Regions from separate parts of the Macaca mulatta genome. Here region 2 is linked to region 1. The links are chromatin contacts, called in public Hi-C maps. All regions are on one chromosome and are shown on one strand. The core of a region is the stretch at or near the end of the contact, and the rest is flanking DNA. Distances in the headings are between cores, read along the strand shown. Region 1 holds the start of EFR3B (EFR3 homolog B). Region 2 holds the start of DNAJC27 (DnaJ heat shock protein family (Hsp40) member C27).

Region 1 (4,158 bases), core at 697-3,196:
GACCTTTCATTCTTTGAAGACAGACACTGCATTTCCTTCTGTACTGCAGACACCAATGTTTCATGAGTATATTTTGTGTTGAGCAGAATTGTGGGAAGGGAGTGTCTCTGGGTGATCATATCAAGTTAGAGCCGAGATTATTCTTCCTACTCCGGTTCAAGTCTGACTCTCAGTCAACCTCAAAGCCACCTGGCCTGGTCCTGGAACTGAAGAACAGAGACAGAGCTTATTTGTGAGATGCAGTGAGTGTGTGCCCAGGGGCGGGGGTCTAGACTAAATGTGTGTTCCAGGAACCATCCCAGGGTTTCCCTTGGGGCTGGCATGCTGCTAAGAGAGTCAAAGAGGTCAAGGAACAAGAAGAAAACCTGGAAGCAGCAAGAGAGTGGGGCACGGGCAGGAGGCGGAGGCCCAGACCAGAGAAAAATAGGAAACATAAGTTTTGAGGGCAACAGACTGAGCACTGTTTCAAGAGTCTAGCAACCTGGATTCTTTCTCTGGCTCTGTCCCTGCCTTGAGCCATGAAGGAAGGAAAAAAATATTCATGAGTGCCCACTGTATCATTTCATGTAGATTTTATTCCAGTTTCCCAACAGTCCTGCAGGAAGCTGGGGTTGAGAGAGTAGATCACTGGCCTACAGACACACAGCCCAGCATAACAACATAAATTAACCTCTCAACATTAAAAGAAGTAAAATGAAGTTAAGTTCAGTTCTTAAATATCTTTAAGTTCCTTTCTTCTCTAACTTCTACTAGTATAATATTTCTACCAGTAGAAAAAACAAAACCAAACCCAAACAACTCTCAACCATGGGGCAAGAAGAACTAAGAAATCGATGTTGAAAGGCCAGGAGGGTCAGGAGAAGTGTCTCAGGCCTGTAATCCCAGCACTTTGGGAGGACGAGGCGGGCGGATCACTTGAGGTCAGGAGTTCCAGACCAGCCTGACCAACATGTTGAAATCCCTTCTCTACCAAAAAATACAAAAATTAACTGGGCGTGGTGGCATGCACCTGTAGTCCCAGCTACTCTGGAGGCTGAGGTGGAAGAATCGCTTGAACCCGGGAGGCGGAGGTTGCAGGGAGCCGAGATCGCTCCACTGTACTCCACCCTGGGCGAGAGTGAGACTCTAGGTCGAAAAAAAAAAAAAAAAGACAGGGGAACGTGTTCAATGTAGAGAAGGCCGGATGAGAAGCCCAGGAAAGTCCTGAGCTAGCTTAGGAGAGATCTTCAGGTGTGGGGCGTAAGCATGAGCCCCTGCCTCTCTGTGCCTCTTCCTCACAGGGTCACGGCAGGTGCAGAGCTGGAATTCAAGTCGGCCCTGGGGCTCAGCTAGAGAGGATCCTGGCGGCAAAGCTTGCGAATTACACATATAAATCGGGGAGAGGAAAAGCAAGCGGACTTCCTGCAGCCCTTGGGGGTTGGGAGTGGGGTGCGTTTCCTGCGTCCCTGACCCAGGAAGGACGCTGTTTGGTGGTAGCAAGCACCTAGCCAGAGTGGCTGGGCACCTAGCAAGAGAGTAGCTCGTAGGGCGCAGCTGAGGGCTGGAGGGCTTCATCAGAGAATGGCGCTCAGCTAAGGTAGCCAGGAGAGGGTGGAGGTTATCCCCCAATTCCCATCCTTGCACCCCCGGCTTAGCCCACGCAGCCTGGACAGAACTGGAGGAGGGGTGCACCTGCAGCTCCCAGCGCCCCGGCTGACCTCGAGGACCCCAGGTTAGGGAGAGCTTCCGAGCGCTCCGACAGGAGCAGGGAGTTGGGATGCGTAGCTCCGCAGGTGCACGCCGCAGCCCTTAGGGCGACAGCCTCGGAAAACGCGCATCTCAGGCTGTGGGTTTCTCGGGGGCGGGGCGCAGGGGCGGGGCGGGGCGAGGGGCTCGCAGCGGCAGCGGGTTGGCCGAGCCGGGAGGGAGGGGAATGACATTAGCATAGCCCCCGCCCCCTGCGCGCAGCCGGGCCCAGCAACCCGAGCGGAGGCGGCCGCGGCCAGCCCGGCGCTGAATGGGCTGGCTGTGCCCGGCTCCGTCCCGCCCGCGGCCGGCCCCCGCGTCTGCTCCCTCCCCTCCCGGGCTCCTGTCGGCCGCCGCCAGCCCCCGCCCCGACTGTGAATGAAAGGCGGGCGCCGCAGAGGGCTGGCTGGGAACGCCGCTGCGACGCCGGCCTCCCGGGAGGCGCGCGCCCCGCCGAGATGTACGGTAAGGAGGGCTCCGCGCCCGGGCCCGAGCCCGCGGGGGCGACTCCGCAAACTTCCCGGGCGCGAACCATTGTCCCCCTGCGCGGCCCCGGCGCGGGGCCAGGCCGCCGACCCGGTGCCCGGCGGGGCTGTTGCGGTTGCTCTCTGCGCGCGCGTCTGCGCTGCGAGGACAAAGATGCCTCGGGCCGGGGACCCTGGGGTCTTCTCCAGGCCCGGCGCGTGTTGGTGCTGGGCGGTGGTCCTTCGGGGGGCGGAGGCTCAGGGGAAAGCGGGTCTCCCGAGCCGAGCAGACCGGGAGTGCTGGAGGAGGTGGTCGTGTGGCAGCATTTGCGAAATTAACAAAAGCGGTTTGTGCCTGGTAGTTTTCTGCGGGAAGCCGGTCCAGGGCTGAGGGAGACGCCCGCGGCCGGTCGTCTGCGCGGCTCAGAGAAGGCGGGAGGCGGCGCCGAGGCCCGGGAAGCAGTCAGTGGCCGAGTCTCGTCTCGCCGGCCTGAATGGACTCGGCCTCTGCCTGCCCCTGCCGCCCTGCGGGATCCAGGTTCCCCAACTTCCAGATTTGTCCTCCGCAGTGATGAAGGGAGGAGACGCTGCTGAGAGTGCAGCACAGCCCTGACCTCTCCCCGCCTCCACCGCCATCCCCTCAACTGCCGTGCAACAGTTAGCCAGACCCTCACGATGCACGGCTCTGCTTGATCATTTGCCAGGAATCCTTCTGGTTTTGCAGGCAGTGTGGGTGAAGAAGAGAGAGCGCGTTGGGTCCCACAGTGCAGCTCTGATGAATGGAGCACTGGAGACCTAGACCAGTCTCAGAATGGACTGCATTCCCGAACCTGCAGCCCATCAAGGGCTGTGCGTGTGTGTGTGATCCCAGTAGACGTAAGTCCATGAAAACCCAGGTCTCTGGCAGCTCTTCTAGGGCCAGCAAAAGAATTGAAGCTGTGCTCACCTCCCACCCCCACTGCAAGGTATGGGCTCAGGCTGCACTTGAGGGGTCAGTGTTTGGAGAAGATTGCTTTCCCAATTTAACCCATCATTGAGGCTGCTCGGCTGCTCAGCTGCCTCGCTCCTGGAACAGACTGTGAGTCACAAAGTTTGTTAGAGGCAGAGGAAACTGAGAGCCTGGTGGAAAGGCTCAGCAATTGGTGGGCCCCCCTACTGAGAGAGAGAGAGAGAGAGAGAGAGAGAGAGAGAGAGAGAGAGAGAGAAAGAGACTGACTCAACTTTTTCATCAGTCTCCTTCCCTGCCCAGTTGCTCAAAAATACATTTGCATTTCTGATCCAGGGTGAGACATCAGCAGGTCCCCTCAGCAAGTACCATTTCTCTTGGACCAAGTGGGGGGAGGGGGAGGTTGGCCTGAGAGGCTGTGCTGCTGACCACTGGGGACTCTGGGGAAAGGTAACAAGGCGGTTGTGCTTTATAAGCCAGAGGTTGTGAGCTATATATATATATAGATATAGATATATAGATATATTTTTTTTTACTCTCTCTGTTTTACCCCTATTCTTTTCTGCAGAGGGAGCAGCCTGAAGCTGCAGATCATTTGACAAAAGCATGTGACTGCAGGGGCACCTGCAGTGGGGAAGGAGTTAGGACAGGCTCATCAGAATGGGTCAGAATTAGGAACTGGGTTCTGCTGGACTGCCTCATTGTACTTAGCCCCAGATAATTTGAGATATCTGAAGGTGGGGGTCCCAGGCTGCCTCTGTTGTATGAAGCAAGACAAGGAAGAGCTGGATAGTCAGAAAGGTGAACTGGGGAGCCAATGCATCTGGGTGCTATTTTCAGACACATCACAGATTTTCATTTTTCTTTTATATTTTTATTTCCCCAGATGCAAACAGAGATGGTATTTACCCTGAATGATTCATAGAAAGATTGTAATGGAGGAATCCTCTGGGCAGTTGCCTGCAGCAAAGGAAAGTCACACCAAGCTTGGGTGGGAAATTATTACTGAGTTGCTGGGTGCAG
Region 2 (3,927 bases), core at 997-3,496, 78 kb before region 1:
TGTGCCCGGCCTGAAAAATATTTTAACAAGGCTGATAACAGTTAGTCTTCTCTCATTTCTCTTTTTTTCCCAAAAAATGTTCTTTGTTGTTTTCACATTAATTTTTCAAAAAGACTTTAGTAGTCTTGTATTATGTTCTGGAAAAAAAAACCAAAAAAACCCTTATTGATGTTTTCACTGGAATTGAATTGAATTTCATTTGTACGTTGAGTAATTCACATCTATACAATATTGCATAATCCTATCTAACGAAAACGTATATGTTTCCATTTGCCTAAGTAATTTATGTCTCTTCGTAGAGTTTGAAACTTGTCTTCATATAGGTGCTGCCTATTTCATGTTAAGTTTAAACCTAGGCACTTTGTTTTTGTTGTAACTGTAAATTAAAATTGTTTTTCAATTACACATTTGGAATGTGTAATTCCAATATAATTCCAATATAATTCTGAATATAATTTGGACACAATAAAGTTATTAATTTGTGGGTATTAACTTTGCTTTATTGAATTTTCATGTTTCTAATAGTTTTTCAGTTAATTCTCTTTAGGTTTCCAGGTAAACAATCGCATTATTAGCAAATAATGTTAATTTTACCTTCTCTTTTCTAATATTTTTGTATTTTCTAACTCTTGTCTAATTGCACTGGCTAATAAAACTAGAAAAATGTTAAATAGATGTGGTGACACCAGGCATTCTGAGCTGCTTCTAATGTTGCATCATTAGACACAATAAATAACTTTTTTTTTTTTTTTTTTGAGACAGAGTCTTACTGCCGCCCAGGCTGGAGTGCAAAGGTGCGATCTCGGCCCACTGCACCCTCTGTCTCCCCGGTTTAAGTGATTCTCCTGCGTCAGCCTCCCAAGTAGCTGGGATTAAAGGCGTGTACCACCATGCCTGGCTAATTTTGCATTTTTAGTAGAGACGGGGTTTCACCTTGTTGGTCATGCTGGTCTTGAACTGCTGACCTCAAGTGATCCGCCCGCCTTGGCCTCCCAAAGTGCTGGGATTACAGGCCTGAGCTACCGTGCCCAGTCCCTAGAGGCTTAAAAAAACAAAAAACCTCGCACGTACACAGCTGACGTTCAAAAAAATGTTGACTTTCAGTGAATACTATGCTAGCACATACACACATAGGCAGTACAGGATCATGCTACGTAGAAATAAAAAACACTAAGTAAACATTTACTGAACATCTCCTGGGTGCCAGGCGCTGGCCTAAGCACTGCCTTAACAGCTCTTTCGGAGTTGATTTTGACAACGATGGAAAGAGCACCGCAGTGGGAATGTGAAGACTTAGGTTCTAATCTTTTCTCGGTCATTGATTTGATGTCTTTGGGAAGTTCTTAACCAACAGCTTCCACTTGCCCAGAAGGAAATAATTTGGGTGAAGAGAAGGCCGTCTTGGAATTCGTCAGGGAAAAGGCCTCAGGTTACCTCTGGCCTTACCTTCCCGCATACTAAAGGAGAGTTTATAGCTGGTGAACCATAGATGGGGCAGAGAAGGGCGGTGGAACTAATAGATATGGGAACACCACCAGAAATAAAACACAACGCAAAACAAAACAGCGCCGGACCCCGGCCATCCCTGGCACCTGCCCTGTGAAACACATCAACGTCAGTTACGCTCTCTCGTGACGGGAATGCAGAATCTGGGCTGCCGGGCACCATTTCGCGAACCCCAAATTCTCACACGCACCCCATGACGTTCCGCCAACTCCCAGGCCCGGCTGGGGGAACTCAACTTTCATCCTCCACTTCCCGGTCCCGGACAGCCCCCTAGAACGCGGGCAAGGCATCTAGCCGACGGCCCCGCATGGGAACCCAGGCCTCCTTACTCTTTGGGGGACATATTCAAGGCCTAGAGGCCACCCTAGACTGCATCTCCGGGAGAATGACGTCGGAAGACGAGGGGGCAACGCAAAGGTCAAAAAGGTCGGGGAGCTTCGCTCGCGGAGCCGCACCCCTAGGCGGAGACCCGGGCCTGCTCGGGGGGGGGGGGGGGGGAGGAGGCCGGGCCCCAGGCCGTTGAGTGGCCGCCCTTCCAGCCAATGGGCACGTCGCCCCGCCACGCTGGGGCCCGCCCCTCCCAGCGCGCAGTACTCACTTTCCCCACTTCGGCGTTGCCCATGGAGATGACTTTGATGCGGAGAGACCTGCCGGGCTCCTTCCGCTTCGACATGTTGGCCTCCATGGCCTTGGCTCTCTCGGGGCCACCCGCCTCGGTCTCTCCTTGTGCACCGCTGGCCCGTCCCTCAGGCCTCCTCGTCCAATGGCGGACCCGCTGCTCTCGTCACCGCCTCGCCTCCGCTGCTCGCCATCCCAGCCGCTGCCTGGCAGCAGGCGCGGGCGGTTGGGAGTGCGGGGAGCAGGGAGAGGGAGGCGGAGTCTCGCGATGCTAGCGCGGGGCTGCTGACGTCATCTGCAGGCCCTGGATACGCGGCCGGGGTTACCGGGTCTCTGGGGCTGCGTCCCCTGACGGGAAGGAGGCGTTGGGGGGCGGTTGGGTTTACCCTTCGAGGTGAGCGCGGCCTTGTTTTCAGGGACGCCCGGACGGGAGGCGTTTGTTGCTTTCGCAGCCGAGTGGTGGAAATGTATTGGCTCTTCAGGGCAGGTCTGGTAGTATCTGGTCCTTTGGGGAGTGTTTTGTTTTTTGTTTTGTTTTGTTTTTTCCTGGATTTTTCTTCGGTTCCATGGGCCGGTCTGCTGCTCCTCTTCCCCCTCCAATATTATGTTCCCCTTGCTCGAGATCTTCGAGAGGCGGACCCCAGAGTCAGGAAAGTGAGGAGGTCGGAACCCTGGTTCTGGAAGACGGCCTTGGGCAAGGCGTGAAGCGATTCTGAATCTGGTTCCTATCGCTTTTCATTTAAATGGAATTGTCTATTTGGAGTCAAGGCAAGAGTGTTTAGTCTTGGCCCTCCTATTACAGAGATCTGATGGATTTGTTGACTCCTCTGTGTGAGAAAGGCTCGGCCTGCTGCAGGTGTTAACGCGAAGCCATGCTGGAGCTGTGGACGTCAGTTTCCTCAGCTCCCAGCTGTTCACTTCGAACGTGACCTCGAGGTCTGCTCTCCCCTTCCCTTTAGCTGACAATGTAACAGTGGAAGAATAAAGAGTCCTAAGATAACCACTTTTCTGCTACATTCCAGCAGATGAGAAAAGCAGCTGCTTGAATAAAAGTCAGTCTGAGAGGAATGGTAATTTATTTTTTCAGTCAGTATCTTCAGTTACAGAAGATAAATAGAACTTGACAATGATTATAGTGCCCTGAAAAAGAATGGCTGCCAATTTCCCTGTATATTACAAAGTATTGCTTCTTTTCTCATCTAACTTTAAACATCTTAAGGGAAGTGCATTACGGGAAGGCAATGAACAAAGGCTCAACATTTCATAGTAAAGTCAGATTTTCGACATTTTAATTTTAAAATGTATTTTTTAAACATTAAGTTTTTTTAAGACGTTTATTCTGGATTGTTTTGATAAATAATACAACTTAATTCACTGAAGCTTCTAAAATTATTTACAAATATGAAATATAAGTCCTGGTTAGAATTTGGATAGTTTTAAAGCGTAAAAGAATCCACATGCTAACTTCTCAGTATGATTTAATAAATCAAACTGCTAAACATCTGATTTCTTCGGCAGTTCACCTTTGGCCCTGTAATAGGGTAACTGGTATTGTGGAAGAATAATTGTAAAATGTCAAATCTTCAGCTGTTTAACAACTGATTAAGTGTGGTGCTGTTGAGACTAAGCAGTAAAACATGCCAGAGATTAAAATTGATTACTATTTTTTTCATATTGATGGTTTTTTTGTTTTGTTTTTGTTTTGAGACAGTTTCACTCTTTCCGCCCAGGCTAGAGTCCAGTGGCATAATCTCTGCTCACTGCAACCTCCGCCTCCCAGGTTCAAGCGATTCTCCTGCCTCA

What was found. A called contact is a pair of places that touch in the nucleus more often than the background predicts.
Region 2: a Hi-C map of CD4 T cells shows a contact between it and region 1, with 2.7 times the contacts expected there. The contact joins the promoter of DNAJC27 here to the promoter of EFR3B in region 1. A contact is called at or near these places in 2 of 14 Hi-C or Micro-C datasets (CD4 T cells and cortical neurons).

What each region holds. Positions count from the first base shown.
Region 1 is chr13:99,966,049-99,970,206 of T2T-MMU8v2.0, reverse strand. It overlaps EFR3B (EFR3 homolog B), which reads left to right and starts at 1,946. Exons shown (of 23, transcript XR_013402981.1): 1 at 1,946-2,190.
Region 2 is chr13:100,044,866-100,048,792 of T2T-MMU8v2.0, reverse strand. DNAJC27 (DnaJ heat shock protein family (Hsp40) member C27) reads right to left here and starts at 2,246. Exons shown (of 7, transcript NM_001257595.1): 1 at 2,105-2,246. The coding sequence starts at 2,191.